2 separate regions of the Mus musculus genome follow, and region 1 is linked to region 2. Evidence: chromatin contacts called from public HiChIP or PLAC-seq data. All regions are on one chromosome and are shown on one strand. The core of a region is the stretch at or near the end of the contact, and the rest is flanking DNA. Distances in the headings are between cores, read along the strand shown. Region 1 overlaps Itgae (integrin alpha E, epithelial-associated). Region 2 overlaps Zzef1 (zinc finger, ZZ-type with EF hand domain 1).

What was found. HiChIP or PLAC-seq counts read pairs in DNA pulled down with a chosen protein or histone mark.
Region 1: a contact with region 2 is called in an H3K4me3 HiChIP or PLAC-seq map of bone marrow-derived macrophages, with 5 times the contacts expected there. The contact joins two enhancer-like sites. A contact is called at or near these places in 1 of 115 datasets of contacts at active chromatin or transcription factors (bone marrow-derived macrophages) and 1 of 9 other capture datasets (adipose tissue).

The regions. Positions count from the first base shown.
Region 1 is chr11:73,129,799-73,134,948 of GRCm38.p6, forward strand. It overlaps Itgae (integrin alpha E, epithelial-associated), which reads left to right. Exons shown (of 31, transcript NM_008399.3): 22 at 1,125-1,223; 23 at 1,890-1,969; 24 at 2,896-2,970; 25 at 4,045-4,108; 26 at 4,193-4,300. Among named protein-coding and RNA genes, the nearest start is that of Haspin, 5.9 kb to the right of the region's middle. Within about 2 kb of position 1,488, at least 32 of the 459 cell types and tissues checked have an H3K27ac peak or open chromatin away from gene starts, as enhancers often do. A contact at or near this core is called in bone marrow-derived macrophages, where this site is marked.
Region 2 is chr11:72,845,483-72,850,877 of GRCm38.p6, forward strand. It overlaps Zzef1 (zinc finger, ZZ-type with EF hand domain 1), which reads left to right. Exons shown (of 55, transcript NM_001045536.2): 12 at 3,160-3,271; 13 at 5,077-5,289. Among named protein-coding and RNA genes, the nearest start is that of Gm26121, 34 kb to the right of the region's middle. Within about 2 kb of position 2,554, at least 61 of the 459 cell types and tissues checked have an H3K27ac peak or open chromatin away from gene starts, as enhancers often do. A contact at or near this core is called in bone marrow-derived macrophages, where this site is marked.

The DNA.
Region 1 (5,150 bases), core at 238-2,737, 280 kb after region 2:
TGTTTCTGGACACAGCTTTCCTTGGACAGGGTCTGTTAACCTAATTGGGATCACGACACTCCTGGCATCACCTGATCCCTTTACTGAGGCTCTCAGGACAGCTTCATCTGCCTTTTTCCTTAACTGCACCCACCCCAACCCTCTGACAACTCTGCATTTTCCTTTGTTGAGTGAAGACCCCCCTTCCCCAAGACAGTTTTCCTCATGGCAGTGAGTCTGTAAAACCTGACTCTGATGGGACTATAGGTTTGCCGAGCCCCCCACCCCTGGGGTGGGGGGAGGTTCTCAGTTTGTTTGAGCTAAGTTAGCATATATTGAATGAAAAATTAAAATTAACTTCTACATATCTAGAATGGAACTAGTGATGGGACACTAGCTGGCGGAGTAGCTGTTTGGTGATCTAGTTGAGGAGCCATGGTTGAGACCAAACGTTCCCTCCATCTCAGTGAGACACTCACTTTGCCCCACAGTCCAGCCTCAACGCCTTCCTCTCCATGATGACTCTACAGAGTCCTGTCAGCTGGAACCAGTCTACCGCCACTGTGCCTTGCTCACAGAACACTACTTTGGCTTTGGGTTTAAACTCAATTCTCAGTTGTGAGGAGGCCAGGGACCACGTCAGACATGGAGACAAATCAGTGAGCGGTTGTCAAATTGGTGTGAGGGAACCACTTCTTTTCCTCAAGGGCATCTCTTGGGGCTGGAGAGATGACGCAGTTAAGAGCACCAGCTGCTCTCCAGAGGACCTAGGTTTGAATCCCAGCTGCTCCATGTCAGTTCACAACTATCTGTAATTCCACTTCCAGAGGAATCAGACATCCTCTTCTGACCTCTGAAGGGGTGCCAGGTAGGCACATGCATGCAAAACACACATGTGGGCGAAACACTCCCACCCACAAAATAAATAAATAAAAAAATATAAACAAAGATAAAACATTTTTTTTTTCCGAGACAGGGTTTCTCTGTGTAGCCCTGGCTGTCCTGGAACTCACTCTGTAGACCAGGCTGGCCTGGAACTCAGAAATCCGCCTGTCTCTGCCTCCCAAGTGCTGGGATTAAAGGCGTGCACCACCGCACCCAGCTTTTGTTTTTGTATTTTTTTTTAACCTCTTCTGTTTTAACAGCCAGTATCTCCAGATGTTCAGTGTGATGACCCCAAGCCAGTTGCTTCTGTCCTGGTCATGAACTGCAAGATTGGTCACCCCATACTCAAGAGATCATCTGTGAGTGAGTCTGTTGGGATTAGGTGGCTCTTCCTGCTATCCCTGACTTCCAGCCTCGTCTGCACCTTTCAGGTGTGGTTACTATGTCTCCTTTGCTGGCGTTGCTGTCAGTAGTGTTTACAGCTGCCAAGTCTGCCCTCAAGTGGCGCACAGAGGAGTGTGCAGAGTCTGTTGTGGTTTCCCTCGCTCAAAGAATAATGCTGTCTGTTTGGCTCACTCAGCATTTGTACTGTGAGGCTTACGTGAGACAGTGACTGTGCTACAAAAACCACGAGGAATGGAAGCTAGGATTCCTAATGCTGCTTAGCCACAGTGTCTTAGTCACTGTCCTATTGCTGTGAAGAGGCCAGACGTCCAAGGCAAGCCTTATGCAAGAAAACATTCAATTAGGAGCTTACTTATGGTTTCAGAGGCTTAGTCCATTTTCATCATGGCAGGGAGCATGGTGGCAGGCAGGCATGGTGTGGGCTATATCCTGATCAGCAAGCACAGTGGCATGGTGCAGGCTTTTGAAACCTCAAAGTCAGTGACAAGTATGCCTCCAACAAAGACCTTCTAAACCTTTTTCTCCACTCCCTGGCACTGAAGCAGGCCGGGCCCTGAGCAGTAAGCAATTGTCAGGTGACTGGTTCCCCCATTTACTTATCTATTTCCTCCTTAAAATAGGTGAATGTCTCAGTAACTTGGCAGCTAGAGGAGAGTGTCTTTCCAAATAGGACAGCAGATATCACTGTGACCATCTCCAAGTAAGTCGTGACTGTGTTAGCAACCTTAACTCCTGGCCTTGGATCCCTGTGCTCACAGGCGGTCCCTCTCACCAAAGATACTGACGATATTTTAATCCATACAAAGGAACACTAGGGGATATTCTGGTAGAATGAGCTTTGAACTAGAGTCCTAGTTCTGGCTTTCTTAACTCTGATATGCCTCCATGTTCAAAGATAGAGCAGGATATGGTTCTGTGAAGGAGCTGTCAAACATGGGTAATTCTCTCTTGAGGCAGTGTCTGGAGTCTTTTGTTGTTGTTATTATGTTTTGTTTTGTGACAGGATTTCTTTTTTTTTTTTCTTTTTTCTTTTTGGTTTTTCAAGACAGGGTTTCTCTGTATAGCCCTGGCTGTCCTGGAACTTACTTTGTAGACCAGGCTGGCCTTGAACTCAGAAATCCGCCTGCCTCTGCCTCCCGAGTGCTGGGATTAAAGGCGTGCGCCACCATGCCCGGCTCGTCAGGGTTTCTCTGGGTAGCCCTGGCTGTCCTGGTATTGCTCTGTAGACTAGGCTGGCCTCAAACTCAGATACCCGCCTGCTTCTACTTCCTGAGTGCTATAATTAAAGGTGTCACCACGCCCAGCTTTCTAGAGCCGATTTGATTGCCATGATTAAGGAGGTGATACTCTACCGAGTAGAGTCCAACTGCATAGCTTGCAAACATTCTTTTGTCTCAACTGCCTTCCAAGTACTTCACACCACAGATGCTGACAACTATTATTCAGTGTGTAGGACAAGTCCCTAACAGAAAATTCTTTGGCCTAAAACGTCAAGTGTGGAGGCTGAGAAATCCTTACGAAGTCAATGCTTTCTCAAGTGTGGCCTCAGGGAGTCACTCGGGTTCTTAGGAAGTCAAGGGAACGTTTGTATTATATTTGTTATATTGTTAACATTTGTATTCCCAGTTCCAATGAGAAGTCTTTGGCCAGAGAGACACGCAGCCTTCAATTCAGACATGCCTTCATTGCAGTTCTTTCCAGGTAGGTACTCCCAAGGGGTCTGTGTGACGGTCATGCAATGGCGACAGTTTTGGGATTCTGTGTGGACAGAAAGCCCATCGCCCTTCTCTGAGGAGGCTGCTTAGCGCCCAACCTCTCTAGGATACTGTCAGATCCAAGGGGTACCTCCCCCAAGCCCCGCCCACCAAAAGGGCAGTCTCACTGACGTCCAAAATTGAGTCTAGGCCCAACTTAACCTAGACTACAGGATTTCGGGTGGTTAAATAAATGCTAGTATTCTTTAGGAACTTGTGAACCTGGTTCCCATCTGCCAAAAGGAGCCATTTCTCTTACCTCTGGCAAAAGCAGACACATGGCTCTCCAATTTACTTGGGGTACCTATCAGCATATCAAGGTCTATGCTAGAGACAGCCTTGGCAGTGTGGAATGAACTTCCTTTTCACTCACGGAGCAGTAGTTTTGGTTTCTTTATCACTAGCATACGTCACGTTGGGCTTTTGAAACACCGTGGTGGTCATCAGAGGCCCACTGCCAACTGGTCCTGCTACCAAAGGGAACCGATGTGATGCTATCAGAGTGGCTGTGGGGTTGGAGAAGGGGCTGGGAGGGGGCTCAGTGAGAAAAGTTGTCTCATGGGGACCTGAGTTCAGGTTCTCAGCAACCACAGAGAAGTCTGGTGGTGTGGCCCACACCTGTAATGTCCGTGCCGGGGTGGGTGGGGTCAGAGAGGCATATCCTTTGGGCTTGCCAGCAAGCCAGTTTAGCTACAACAGCAAGCTCCCAGGCTCAGTGAGACACTGTCAAAAACTAGGAGAGAGTAGGGGACCTGACATTGACAGGCAAGTACACTGCCACGTGTACACACGCACAAAGTTGGAGAAAAGATGGAAAACTCCAGCTGGGTAGAGTCCAACTGCATGGCTTACAAACATTCTTCTGTCCCAGCTGCCTTCCAAGCACTTCACATTTTGACTTCCAGCGTTGAGTCTTCTTAAGGCCCTGTGCTGAATGTCCTAGTGTACTCATCGGGAAACACTAAGTTCATTCGGAACCAGGAAGGAACCTTGCGTTCTCACACATGCCCTCTCATTGCAGACCCTCAGTGATGTACATGAACACAAGCCAAAGCCCTTCTGACCACAAAGAATTCTTCTTCAATGTAAGTGTACAGCGCTTGCTGCCAACCTAAAGTTGGTAGAGCCAACCAACGAGCTCTGACTTTCTGCTCCTTTTCTTCTGCCAGGTGCATGGGGAGAATCTTTTTGGAGCTGTATTCCAGTTGCAAATTTGTGTCCCCATCAAATTACAAGATTTCCAGATTGTAAGAGTGAAGAATCTGACAAAGACTCAGGTATTTAAATGGGAGTCTGTGATTGCATCGCTTTCCAAAGACTACAGATTCTCAAAGATATAAAAACGAGGCCTGGTGGCACAGGCTTGCATACACAAGGACATTCCTAAGTTCAAGCCTGCAGCTATGGAGTGAGTAACCCGAGATCTATAATGGTAATTTTAAGAGGCGTTTCTGCCCAACTCCACCCTGTATAGCTCCCAAGAAAGAAACAGAAACCTTATTAACAAGCTATAAACCTAAACCGGGCAGGTTCTGAGCTATTTTAACCTACATCCCCAGCACAGCCCCGTTACCTGCCACCTGAGTCTTGCTCTGTTTGCTCTGCTCCACGTGTTTCCTCAGGGTGATTTTTCTCTTGGCCACATGCTCATGGTCCATCCTGCCTCATAATGACCTCCATCTTCCCCTCCTTTGTCCTTGACATCATCCCTACTTGAGACCCTCTCCTCAATCTTAAGTCCTGCCTTCCTCTCTTTCCTGCCCAGTCACAGGCTTGAGCCTTTTATTATCCAATCAGAGATTATTGGGGATCATTCTTTACAGCACATTGGTCAATGCAATGCCCCATGGCCAGACTGCAATTGGATCTTGGAGCACAGAACTCAGCATCTGAATACACAATGCATAAGACCAACCCCAACAGAGATCTTCTCATATACTAAAGAGGGCTAGGGATGCAGCTCAGTAGAAGGCTAGCCTGCACAAGGCCCTGGATCAAAACTTAGTACAAAACAAAACAAAACAAACAAAAAATACAACAAGGGCTGAAAAATAACTCAGTAAAGCACTGACCTTACAAGCACAAAGCCTAGAGTTTGAGTTTCAGAATCCATATAAAGTGCTGGCT
Region 2 (5,395 bases), core at 1,304-3,803:
GTGATTGGGAGCTGCCATGCAGATGCTAAGAACCAAACCTGGATCTTCTGAAAGAACACGCTGTGTTAATTCTGAGCCTTGTCTCCAGCCTCCTCAAACTTTCATTGAAAATACTTATTAAACATCTATTATGTGCTGGGCCTGATGCATTGAAGGTCCTGCAGTGGAAAAAGTACCAGAGGGGTCACTGTAGTGACCATAGAGAGCTTCCTGCCAGGAGACAGTGTCAGCTGTGTAATGAATGCTATACGGGAGACCTCTGGGAGCAGATAGCAGGCCTTACTTGACAGGAAATGTAGCCCTGAGCCAGTGAGCAGTGCTATGATGTTTCTGAAGAGTGAATTACACACTAAGTAGGTGCTTGAAGAAGCAGTGTGTGAAGGTGATTGTATGGCTAAGCTGCACTGTTGGGAAGGGTGGCAAAGGACAGAGCTGGAGAGCTGGGAGAGGCCAGGTCAGTAGAAATGTCTTTGTTTGAGGTCTTAGTTTCTCTTTGAAGCACATGTGTGTAGTGGGGAGGCAAGCAGACAGAGGGTAGAGCTTGTTATTGGGGAGGTAAGAGAATATGAAGGAAGTCAGGTGTGTTCTGGAAGAACTGCTCAGGCTTGTGCTGCAACATCATGAATAGAGGAAAGCAAACAGAGAGCCAGAGGCTGCGAGTAAGCGTGTTGCCCAGGAAGCTGAAAGTAAGAGTGGCCTAGACCAGCACAAGACCTCTAAAGCAGCAGCAGCAGCAGCAGCAGCAGCAGCGGAGGAGGAGGAGCAAGGTGGCTTGATGCTGTGGGCCCTGGGGATGACTGAGTAGAGAGCAGAAGAGGAAAGGAGGCTGGCAGCACCAAGTTCGGGCAGGTGGAGAACTTGGTAGTACCCTGTTCTGAACTAGTACATGCTCCAGGGAGAAGCAGGATTATGGGAAGACAGGTAACTCAATGTTAGCCCTCTTGGGAAGATTTGAGATGTCCTACAGCCAGTAGGACAAACAGGTCAGCAGCTTAGAAGAGACTCTTGTATTGTAGGGACAGACATGACAGTCTTTGAAATGTTAATTAAAAACATAGGGTCCAGGTATGTAGCCTCATGACTATAATCCCAGCATTCAGGAAGCTGAGGTAAGATTGCTGAGAGTTCAAGACCAACCTAGATTAAGACCCTGTCTCAAACAAAACTAAAGGAAAATGTAGAGATAGAAGACATGGTTCTGGAGGACTGTAGACTAGCCAGACTACAGGCTACAGGTCACCCTGATGAGCAGCACTAGTTAAGAGACAACAGAAAACTTAGAGAATAGGGGACAAGCCAGGCCATACATACCTTCAGAAATCAGGGGATGGGTGTGGGTGGGTCATTAAGATGAAGGCTTAAAGTAGACATTGCTACAGAGGTCACTGCTGACTCATCAGATAGCATTGTCCTCCTTATTGCTGCTAGGAAGTTATCACTGTGAATCAGAGCCCTGGACTTGCCTTCTGGGCTATTGTATTTCCCAGGAGATCCTGTGAAAATACAGGTCTGATTTAGTAGTTATAGGAAGGACCTAAGTCTTCTTTTTCTTTCTTTCTTCCTCTTCCTTTCTTTTCCTCCTCTTTTCCTTCATTGCCTGTCTTGTTTGTGGTTTGTTTCTTGAGATTAGGTCTTATTAGCTTGGGCAGTTCAGAACGCCTCAGCTTCCTGTGTGCTAGGCTTACAGGTTTCCATCACCATACCCAGCATGATTTCTTTTTTAATAATGGCTGCAGGCACCACCTAATTTTAAGCAACTGTGTTCTCACTCTTGGGATATTAAAATAGGTCTTTTCCTCTAAACTTTTTGTCAAACAAGGTCTTTCATATCTTATGCAGGATGGGTTTTTTTTTTAACCTAAATACAGGCCTATTGATGAGTCCCTTAATGATTTGATCTGGTTTTAGCCTGAGTTATTCTTCAATGTAGGCCAACTTAGTTGGCCTACATATAATATCAGTCTCTCTCCAGTTGGAAATAACATTTTCTTGACCATTTTGTTGTGTTTTTCTGGCACTATGCTCCGGAGACAGCATCTGCCCACTGTACAGTGTGGTTTAGTGAGAGAACTTGCTTCTCCAGTACCTGACTCTGCCAGTTTTTTTAGGTTGCAGACTCTTTTGAGTAGACTTTCTGCCAGGCATGGTGGCAGGAGGATAGAAAGACATTGAGAGTTCAAGGTCAGCCTGGGCTACATAGCTGAGGATAGAACCAAGTTCTCACATATGCTGGGCAAATGCCATACCACTGAGATAGTATGCCCTCAAAGAATACATTTAAAATTCCTCAAACATGTATGATGGATGAGACTCATCGACAATTAGGGCTTAGCAAATTCCACCTGTCCTGTTATAATCAATTATACCACAAAAGATTTCTACCAAGAAATATTTGTGTGAGGAAGAGAATAAAATTTTTCCTTTGTTCCAGATCCTGTTGTACATTTTCTTCACTTTTCCCCATAGTTATCTGTGATTGCTAGACATGCTTATACAGTGAGCTATTAGTGTGAGAGTTGAGTCATAGGCCAAGTAGTATGAGATTTTAACAATGGAAACTTGAAGTCATGCATGGTGGCCTTTAATCTCAGCACTTGGGAGGTAGAGGCAAGCAAATGTCTGTTATAGCAACATAGTGAGTTCCAGAGTAGCTAAGGCTACCTAGTGAAACTGTCTCTAACCAACCAGCCAGCCAACCAACCAACCACCTGTCCACCCACCCAACCAACTAACCAAGAATGGTGCTTGAAAGAGTGCCTGCTGAAGAGGGAGCAGCACTTACCCATTCAGCTTTTAAGGAGAAAGATGCAATTATCCTTTGTTTTAAGGATGGAATGCTTCCTTTGGAGGACTTGCTAATCAACAGAGGTCTGTGAAGCCTGAGATTTGAGAGCTCCAGGATATGAGGCATCAACCCCTTCAGTTGTTTGTACATGACTCAGACCTCAGGGTAATTATACACACATTAGTCAGACCTAGGCAAGGGAAGCCACTCTTGCCTCTTCCTCAGTGATTACCAGAAATGCCCATCCTGGTATGTCGCTCTTCCATCTCACTGGAAATGCCTGGCTTAAATAACATTTGGATGAGACCTTGTCAGTCTCTGGAGAAACTTTGAAGCAAGAAAATGTCTATGATTACATTTGTATTCATTCGCAGGATTGGTTGCTCATCTGATGACCTTGGAGAGGATGATCCTATTGGCTGGTTTGAGCTAGAAGAAGAGTGGGATGAAGCAGATGTCAAGTTACAACAGTGCAGAGTTGCCAAAGTAAGCAGTAGCCAGGTTGTCCTTCACTCATTTACCTGCTTTCCCTTTCTACAAACATTGCTAACTGCACTAGCTCTGAGCCAACACTGGAACGTTAGAGGGGTTGGGAGAGACAGATGTGATATGACTATGACAGAGGGAGGTTTAACCCACCCTAGGGTTTACCAGAGAAGACTTCATCTGAAAGAGAGTGTGAAATTATGCCAAGTGCTGGAAGTGGATTGGACCATAATCTTTAGTTTGGTTGAGATGTGTCAGAAAGGCACACTGCAGTAAGTAGTACCCAGGCATAGATGCAAGAGGAATGCGTTTGTTCCCCCAGTTCTGAGAGTAGTAACTGCCTGGCCATGTCATTTATTTTTCTTAAGAATAAATCTTAGAATAAGTAAGAGAACTCTCTTCAGAGTTCACACACAGTATGTGCTCAATGCATATCTATGCATTTGAGTAATAAATTTCAGAAAGGCCTTTAATACTAGTGAGTTGCCCAGTAGGTAAAGACACTTGCTGCCAAGCCCAGGACCTGAGTTTGATCCCTGGGACCAATATAGAAGGAGAGAACCAACTCCTTCAGTTTGTCCTTTCACCTCTACAAGCACACTGTGAGATACATGTGCCCACATGTATAAAATAAATAACTACAACGTGAAACTGGAAATAAGACAGCAAGGCTGTTATGAGAGGAACTTTCCCTTGAGGGAGCAGTTTGCCCCAAGCTTAACTTCGGCAACACTTGGCTTTATTTGCACAGAGTAGAGGATAGCACAGAGCAGAGGATAGCACAGAGCAGTGCAGAGCAGAGCATAGAGCAGAGGATAGCACAGAGCAGAGCAGAGCAGAGCACAGAGTAGAGGATAGCACAGAGCAGAGCAGAGCAGAGGATAGCACAGAGCAGAGCAGAGCAGAGGATAGCACAGAGCAGAGCAGAGCAGAGCAGAGCAGAGCACAGAGCAGAGGATAGCACAGAGCAGAGCAGAGCACAGAGCAGAGGATAGCACAGAGCAGAGCAGAGCACAGAGTAGAGGATAGCACAGAGCAGAGCAGAGCAGAGGATAGCACAGAGCAGAGCAGAGCAGAGCAGAGCAGAGCAGAGCAGAGCACAGAGCAGAGGATAGCACAGAGCAGAGCAGAGCAGAGCACAGAGTAGAGGATAGCACAGAGCAGAGCAGAGCAGAGCAGAGGATAGCACAGAGCAGAGCAGAGCAGAGCAGAGGATAGCACAGAGCAGAGCAGAGCACAGAGCAGAGGATAGCACAGAGCAGAGCAGAGCAGAGCACAGAGTAGAGGATAGCACAGAGCAGAGCAGAGCACAGAGTAGAGGATAGCACAGAGCAGAGCAGAGCAGAGCACAGAGTAGAGGATAGCACAGAGCAGAGCAGAGCAGAGGATAGCACAGAGCAGAGCAGAGCACAGAGCAGAGCAGAGCACAGAGCAGAGCAGAGCCTTGCTTCCAGTGCGTGACTTGCATGTGCTGCTTGGATCACTGAAGTGATTTCTTAGGGCGCTGTTTTCATCAAATACATGGTTTTTGTCTTAAAAAGCAAACATACTTCTCTCACTCCTGCCTGGATATTTGCCTTTCAGAAGGCCACTGTTCTTGGTATGACCCTAACAAAACCTGACTTATTCTGCATTTTGTCTTTTTTTCTGTTGCCTGAAGATACTGAATTTATTCTGTTTCAAGTACTGGGCATGATGTTGCTTTATAAAATGTTTGTTAAAACCAAGAACTTTTCTAAAAAGGCCTTTCAGTGTTCTTTCATTGTACTTAGGGATTCCAAGTCCTTTTCTTTTATCCTTTCTAGTTCTTGATGGTGAAGTTCCTCTGCACCCGCCAGGAGTCAGCTGAACGGTTGGGCGTGCAAGGCTTAAGCATCAGTGGGTACCTCCGGCCTGCAAGGGCAGAAGCGGAACAAAGCATCCTCTATGCCCACTGTAGAAGGGACACAGAGAATATTCATGGGGCCACCCTGCTTCTTAGGACTCTGCAGTTCATCCAGCAGCTTTCCCATGACCTGGTAGGTTTCTTCCATTATTATACAACACTCCCCTAGAAGTGACTGACAGTGTCAAGGGAAGTGGGCGACCTTTGAGACTTAGCCCCGCTGAAGTGATGGCAGCATT